2 separate regions of the Mus musculus genome follow, and region 1 is linked to region 2. The links are chromatin contacts, called in public Hi-C maps. All regions are on one chromosome and are shown on one strand. Each heading gives the region's core, a stretch centred on a gene start, on an enhancer-like site or on the middle of the called end of the contact. The rest is flanking DNA. Distances are from core to core; before and after follow the strand shown.

Region 1 (4,269 bases), core at 1,443-3,942, 190 kb before region 2:
ATGTTTCTTAAATACTGGACATAGATAGAGTCTCCACATGAAGGGTAAAAACAGATCTGTAAAATACTTATTCAAAGGGAAATGTTCTAGTAGAAGGGAAATAATCCCCATTTTGTGTCTACCGTGGCCCAGTATGTTATTTATTACAATTTTTGTCTTCATAAATCCTATGTTCTGTTTTGCAGTGGAAGTGGTTGAGCAGTGTGCAAAGACAGGCTTAGGACATAGAATCTAGATTTGGCTCACTTGTATTTGAATCTAGAGCAGAATTTGCACCCTCACCACTGTTGATACCTAGGCTGCAGCATTTCCCGTTGACGGTCCACATCCCTAGCCTCTGCCCATTAGAGGGCAGTAGATTTTCCCCAATGGGACAGCTCAAAACATCTTCAGGTGATTTTAAATGTTCCTAGCAGGTTAAGATCTTCTGTTGAAATTTAGTTCTCTGCAATGTATATGTGCGAGTGTATATATATGTGTGTGTATGCACATACATATGATGTGATGTATGTGTACGTATATACATTATGTGTGTGTGTGTGTCTATATATGTATGTACATATATCTCTCCTTCCTTTTCATCTCTTCCTTCTCCTATCTGTCTTTTTCTTACCCTTGCATATTCAAAACAAAATTTGGGAAGTAACTTTAAGGACTCTAATTATGTTTAAACCTTTTTAAATATGAAAGTAATAAAAGCATTGTGAATCATTAGTACAAAATGTTAAAGATTATTTATAGTCTTACCACTTAGAAGGTTCCATGTTTGACATCTATTTAGTTTATGTATTTATCCTGTGTGTGTGCATACTTGTATGTGTGTGTGTGTGTGTGTTTAGGGCCCTTTTACTTTGGTAATTTCCTCTAATGGATAGCCTTGAAAATAACACTTCAAATAAAGGTTTTTACAGTTATCTGTGGGGAGATTGCTGGGGGCTGTACGCACGTGAGTGCAGAGGCCAGAAGACATGGTCATCTTCCTTGCAGTGGTCATCACAGGAGGTTGTGCGCTTCCTGTTGTGGGTGCTGGGAACCAAACTCAGGTCCTCTGTAAGAACAGTAAATGCTCTTGACCACTGAGCCATCTCTCCCACCTTCATAAATAGTGTTTGTCTGTATTTCGTAGGTAATATTCCAGCAAAATATTCTATATCCTAACAAGTTAATGTCATGATTTTTAGTAACTGCATCACATCCTCTTATACAAATATACACAGTGCAAACATCCCCCAAGTGGTGGGCACTTAGAGTTTTTCCAATTTATTATTTTCATAAATATTTCCTTACTGACTATATATGCACATGACCCTTCATGTAGACACCTGATAAATTTCCTAGGGTGTGCATTTCAGGGAAAAGAATAATTTGACCAAACTCTATATATTTTTAGGTTCTATTTCCTCAACTACTGTCAAGTTGCTCTCAACTGTTTAACCAATGGCTGCAGTGTTTCTCTCTTCTTCCATCTCCTCCTTCCCTCTCTCCCTCTACTCTACTCATGGACAGCGTTTCCATTTGTCTTCTATGACAACTGCCCTTTAAAAACTCCTTGAAAGGTAAAACTGGTATCTTAATGTTTTTTCTTTTTTTCTTTTCTTTACTTTTTTTTTTTTCTTTTTTTTTTTTTTTTTTTTTTTTGGTTTTTCGAGACAGGGTTTCTCTGTATAGCCCTGGCTGTCCTGGAACTCACTTTGCAGACCAGGCTGACCTCGAACTCAGAAATTCGCCTGCCTCTGCCTCCCAAGTGCTGGGATTAAAGGCGTGTACCACCAACGCCCGGCACCTTAATGTTTTAATTAGTATTTATTTCGTGATCTACAAACCTGCACATCTTTCCGTCCCTGTGTTTTTCTTATTCTTTGAAGTGTTTGTTAACAAGATGCATTCCTTCTTCACCAGCTGTAATTGCGCCTGACTGACTCTTTCATAGAACCTTGAGTTTTCACAATCAGACTTGCAGCAAAAGTTTTTCTAAGATTTTTAGTACAAGTAGAGAAATATTGGAGTGAAAATTCGGGAGAAGACGGGGAATTAATTGTGTGATGGCCACCAGGCGGCGCCATTGGCTCAGAATAGAATCATTGCTCTGGCGAGTAGGAGGCTATTACTTGACCCAGGGTCCTGAGCTGGGCTAAGTGAAGATCCTTGAGAGCTCTTTCCTGCATAGAACACCACTGGTCGGGTTTGTAGTTAACCTGACAGTGACCATGAGTGGGCCCGATGCGTTTGTATGTGGTCAGGGCCATTCCTGTTTTTGCTTAAAATATGTGACAGCTGTGCTTTACACAGTTGCCTAATAAACTGTACAGTTTCATGGTTTTCTGTGTATTCGTGTCACAGCAATCCATTTTAGAATATTTTTTATCATCTCAGAAAGGAACTTTATCTCTTTTTTCATCCCTGCCATCTCTCCCACCTCCTCTCCCCTTTCCCAGTACTGGAAGAGCACTGACTAATCTCAATTCTACCCCTGGGCCTACTTTCACAGTGACTTTACATACCTGGAACCTCCAGTAGGTGTTCTTTGTGATGTGGATTTGGTTGCTTTAGGCTGACAGTGCTGCCCCATCTGGCTTCCTGGCAGGAGACAGGGGCACTTTCAGGTCTGCTTGAAACAGTGACCTTTTAATATGATGGTTCTTCACTGTTTAGCCGGGAATGCTAGGATGGAAGATTTCTGGGCCCCAGGCCTCCCAGCAGCTTGGGTTTGGTGCCCTGGGTATCTACAACTGGTGACGCTTGTTTATTAGTAACTCTGACCCCCTGACAACCGAGCTGGCAGCAGTGGGGGGCTCAATCTGGAGGGGGGAAAAAGCCAGGTTTTAAATGGAGGCATCAGAGAAAGAAAGCCTTTCCCTGTGAGCCGCGGTGCCAACTCCAGCTTCAGCCCCTGTCCCTGAGCAGGCCGAGACGCTGCTTACTATCAAGCGCTCCTCCTTGACTTAGCCTGACAACAGGACATATCTGAAGGCCATCAAAACTAATGACATCAGCCTGACTTACTGCTCGGCTGGCAAGGATCTCAGCCCAGCGTAGCAGGAAGAGTGCTCAGTCTGATGCCTGAGGCTCACCAGAAAATTCCACTGGCTGGTGCCCGAGGCTGTTCTGAGACTCCAGTGAGAAGTGCCACAATAAAGCAAACCGATGCATGCGACAGAATCAAGGGTCAGAGTGGGACGTCTGGGAACTTCCTATCCACCCACCACGCGCGTTTCATAGAAAATTGAGTCTGAAGAGCTGACATTCTTTGCTGAAGGAGGGCCTATGACAGCTGTTGATGGAAGGTCAACTGTGGATCTGGGAGGCACGGCTCTCTGCTTCCTCTTTTCTTCCTTTGCCCACCCTTTTCCCACTCCCTTCCTTGGGATCAAAAGAATCAGATCCAATCACTCTAACTTTTCAGAATTGAGTTCTCATTTCTCCATGGCTACAGACCTAGTGGATCTGTAAATATTTGTGCTGAATGGGTCTGAGTTGAAATAATGGCATCTGAAGAAATCATCGATGACTGTAGGAACATCAGAGAGCAGCGTCAAGTTCCTCGGGGCCTGAGTCTTGTGCAACTTGGAAACCCGTGTTAAGAAAAGCAATACAAACTCATATTTCAAAAGGGCTGGAACAGATGGCTCAGTGGTTAAGAACACTGACTGCTATTCCAGAGGACCAAGGTTGGATTCTGAGCACCCACATGACACCTTACAACTCTCTCTAATTACAGATCCAGGGAACCCAGTGCCCTTTTCTGAACTCCACAGGCATCAGACAGACGCATGATGTATAGACTGCATGAAGTCAAAACACCCATGCACATGCAATTGGAAAATAATGGTAATGGCTGCAAGGCCTTTGAAATAGCCACACTCATTGTGCATGCAATGAGGGACTGCATTCAACTTCCCTGTCAGACTACTGCTAGGACTTTGTAGACTGGAATAGACCTGTTTGTAGAAACGACAGCTGGTATACTGGGAAGTATTTCATAACCCTCTTCTCTCATGGAATAAAGACAGCCCTAGAAATAGACGGGTACTGAACACGTGTTCCATGTGAGGAATACCAAAGAGAGCAATGAGGTCTGGAAAGGGCTGCCTCACTCAGGATGTGTGGTACTGAAGCCCAGGTAGAGGGTGAGGCCAGCTTCCTTCCCAGCTACCCACGTCTCAGTTTGTTCTCGGAGAATCTTTCACAGTTATTCTTCTTCTGAGTGCTTTGTCCAAAGGGGAGATCAGCATGGATAAAGCCATTTAGCATTGAGGGGTGAGAACAGGC
Region 2 (3,974 bases), core at 940-3,439:
ATGCTCTCTGTGTGGTTGTAACTGGGAAGGGCTTTAGAAATGCATCTGTGAGGCTGTAGAACAGAAACCAGAGCACATGGCATGCATCGTCCCACCCTAGTCAGATCCGGAAGCTAAACCGTTGCCCTTACAAGCAATCCGATCCTGTTCCTAGCAGGAGAAAAAAAGAAATCTGAAAACAACTAGGGGTAAATTTCTTCCATAGAAGTGTGGAAAATATTTGTTCTTAAAATGTGTTTCTAAATGGCTTGATATTTCAGTGAGTTTATTTAAAATTAGCAGTTAGCTCAGCGCTTAAAATAAATATTTGCTGAAAAAATAAACACATTGAAAAGGTTGAACAAGGTCCTCCTACCCTGCAGATTTTTCTTTTTTATATACTGAGGGATTCGATGATGGTTTTAACAACCATCAAAATGATCCGGAAAAGTAATTTAAAAATACAAATGGTCAGGTCTCGTGTGTTATCCAGCGCCCTAGATTTCCATTGGTTGTTTCCTCTCTGTGTTCTTGACCAAGGATGGTTGGTGGTCCTACTCTTCTGTGGTCCTCCAAACTTATGTGGACATAACATATCTCTGTCTAACTCCTTCAAACTACTACAAGGTCTTAACCTTTACAGTCCAGAGCAGATCACCTTTATGTTTCCGTCTCATCCTGTCAAAGACTCTAGCAGCATTTCTGCGTTAGACTTTCTCCTCCCTTTTTCATGAGAACCCCCTGAGTTTGGTCCTGTTACGTTCTCCATTTTTTACCTATGGTGAGAAAAGTCACACAGATGATCAGTAGCTGAGGCAGAGTCTGAGCCCAGGGTATCAGCCTCCCTTTGTGCCATCCTGCTCTTACCTCTACAGCCTCCAGGGAAGTTCTGGAAAAACTGGGCCACTAGTGCACATGCCTCAGGGACTCTATCGGCCCCAGGGAAGCATTAGCCAAACCTCCAAGTGTTGTTATGGGGATCCCTTTATTTGAAATAGGAAGCAGAGGGCCTAGTAAGAGGTGAGGTTTCTAAGTGGCATGAAACCATCAAAGCCAGGGTTGCCAGTTACCATGTAGGTCCACTGAGCGTCCCATGAATAATTAAAAGTCAGAGTGACAGCCCACAGGCCCTGTCCACCTAAAACCAAGAAGTCTTAGGGAGAACCCAAGAAGAAAGGCACTGGATAAAACTCCCATTCCCTTTGGTCTGATTAAAAAGTCTGATTTCAAAAGCTCTCTTTCTAATTGCTCATTTGGTTTTCTGACAAGACAGCTTTCACTTGTGCAGTGTGAATCTTCCGTGAGATCCTAGATACACAATTTACTTGGGTGAAAAAATGTTTTGGTATTCACAAACACCCACAAATCTTCTGTTTAGAAAATATCTGGACCTGGTACAAGTTCATGATGCTGTAGCTGGCTTGGCAACTGAGATGGGAGAGTCAGGCTTGGCGGCATGAGCCTAGGCTTACCGGTTCCTGTCTGAGACTTTGGTGGAAGAATGGCTGAACCATCATACCAGTGTAACTTTATGGATACCTCCTTACTCCTTTTTTAATCAGACTTGCCAAGTTAATGATCCTTTCCCAATACCAACTCAGGTTAAAAGCTTGCAGCTCATAGGCCGCTGTCTGGTGTCCCTGCAGCTCATAGGCCGCTGTCTGGTGTCCTTGTGAATTTGTCCCTGTCAAGAGCAGCTGTGGTCTTTCAAAACTTGATTGTTCTAGCTTCTCATTTTACGGAATTTATGTAATTTACATATGATTGTGTAAAGTTCTGCTTGTATACCTTTAAATGAAAAGGGTGAAATGCTATTGCTAAACATAGGTATAGGAGATCAATGGAGAACCGAAAGCCATGGCAGCACAGTGTGGTGACTCGAGGACAGGATGAGGGCATGGATGGAAAAAGCAGTGAGTGCCATAGAAACCCTGAAGTCTAGTACTAGAAATGTATTAGCTTTGACAATTACTCCACAGCGATCCACGGTGCTGAGAGTGGGAAGCTGCATGAGGGCTCTATGAGAATCACCCACTAACACTATGCAATGTTTACATTTTAATCAGTTAACGTTACTCCAAAACCAAAAAAAAAAAAAAAAAAGGCATAAAATAGCAAGATAGATTTTAAAGGTTGAGAGCAATTATAAAGATCTAGAAGGTTTTATGTGGTATCTGTGAGTCATCACCCCACTTTAAAAGCAAAAAGGAAATGATGGAAGATCTGGTATGGGTGTAGCCTGTGTGGGGGACCCTGGAGGGTCACAGTTGATTCACAGTCAAGGAAAGGAAGCCCATTCTAGACTAAACGGTGAGGGGTACAAGTTTCCGTTGCTATGACTACCTGCTTTGGCCATTTTTGTCCCCATGGGCAGGATACTACGCTGGATATGGGTTCTATTTTTAGGCACTATCAAATCAAGAATGCTCGAGGCATGGATTAATTCAAGACAGATTTTTGAGAATCATTTATAAAGGGCACACCTGAGATCTGAGCCTGATAAAAATTTATAATTGGCTTTCATATCCTGTAAGTGTTCAGACTCCTTGGGGTTTTCAGTTATTTCAAGTCACTTAAGTCTAGAAATACACTCAACAACCCACTGAATAAGAGTTTTGTAGCGTACACTAAGACAACACAGCAATAACAATTTAATAGTATCAAAGTTAGACTGTATCTTCAGAATTACTTCTAATGGCACCTGTTTTGCCTTTCCACAGTAACAGCCTCTGTCAGGCGCTGATGGACTCACCATCTCTCTGGTCTGTCAATCTTTGAATAGCTTTGAGGTCTGTTTCTTGAAAGAGTTGAGCCACTAATGCTCGTTGGCATTGCTAGGCATTAAGGAATTAATCTCTCTGGGATTGCCAATTTCTCTCTGGGAGCAAAGTTAACAGTTGTCTTAGTTAGTATTTTATTAGTGTAATAAAATCTATGGTGAAAAGCAGCTCAGAGAGGAAAGGGCTTACGTCATCTTAAACTTCCAGGTAATAGCCAACTACGGAGGGAAGCGAAGGCAGGAACATGGAGGCAGGAACTGAAGCAGAGATCAATGGAGGAACACTACTTACTGGCATGTTCCTCCTGGCTTGCTCAGCCTGCTTTCTTACATAACTCAGGACCACCATCCCAGGAATGGCAGCACCCACACTGAGCTGGGCTCTCCCACCTCAGTCATTAATCTACAAAATGTCCTCAGGCTTGACCATAGGCCAATCAGGTGAGGACATTTTCTCAACTGAGGTTCCCTTTTCCCCAAATCACTCTTGATTGTGTCAAGTTGCCAGAACCAGCAAGTAGCTGAAATTGAACCATTTCTATCATCAGTGATTTGTCTGATTATCCATTTACTCATTGAATACAGAGTGAATAGTGAGCATATGGCCTGTCCTGTTGGGCATAATACAAATAAACTAAAAATGCCATGCTAAATATATACTTACAATAGAGGTGGATGACAGAAGAAGGTAAATTTACAGAAAATAAATAGAAATTAAGAGCAACATCAAAATAGAGAGCTGCAATAGAGATCTTGAATTCCAAGTGACTTCTAGGCCTGGGTAGGCAGAGAAGGCTCGAGTCATGGAGCCTTGCAGCCAAAGGGAATAGGTCCTGCAAAGATCCTGAAGGAGAGACAAGGTTCATCAGGTTGGAACCAAAGGAAGTATGATGTGGCTAAGGGGGAGGGACTAGATGGGATGGGATGGGAGTGGCAGAGGTAGAGGAAGTAAGGGTGGCATCTGGGGTCTATGGCTATGAGTTTAGATCTGATGCTGAGAACAAGTACCCAGGTGCTGGCAATCTGTCTGATGGGTGGTCACTGAGGTCTGGAGTGGGAACAGGGAAATGTGCTAGCAGCATTTCAGCCAACTGAGGGCGTGCTGTGCAAAGATGGAAGCAATAGAGAGAAGCCAAGGCACTCTGAAGGTGAGTGTGAAGAGAGCCCACGGATGGACGGAAGTTCATATGCAAAGGCACGATGGTAGTAGAAGGCC

What was found. A called contact is a pair of places that touch in the nucleus more often than the background predicts.
Region 1: a contact with region 2 is called in a Hi-C map of the C2C12 cell line, with 2.6 times the contacts expected there. The contact joins two enhancer-like sites. A contact is called at or near these places in 2 of 15 datasets of contacts at CTCF or cohesin (both in the NIH/3T3 cell line), 4 of 484 Hi-C or Micro-C datasets (the C2C12 cell line, embryonic fibroblasts, liver and 1 more) and 1 of 115 datasets of contacts at active chromatin or transcription factors (the NIH/3T3 cell line).

What each region holds. Positions count from the first base shown.
Region 1 is chr2:113,805,669-113,809,937 of GRCm38.p6, reverse strand. All of the region lies in intron 2 of Scg5 (secretogranin V), which reads left to right. Among named protein-coding and RNA genes, the nearest start is that of Scg5, 21 kb to the left of the region's middle. Within about 2 kb of position 2,692, at least 22 of the 459 cell types and tissues checked have an H3K27ac peak or open chromatin away from gene starts, as enhancers often do. A contact at or near this core is called in the C2C12 cell line, where this site is marked.
Region 2 is chr2:113,614,151-113,618,124 of GRCm38.p6, reverse strand. The region is part of intron 15 of Fmn1 (formin 1); the gene reads right to left. Among named protein-coding and RNA genes, the nearest start is that of 4930533B01Rik, 92 kb to the left of the region's middle. Within about 2 kb of position 2,189, at least 8 of the 459 cell types and tissues checked have an H3K27ac peak or open chromatin away from gene starts, as enhancers often do. A contact at or near this core is called in the C2C12 cell line, where this site is marked.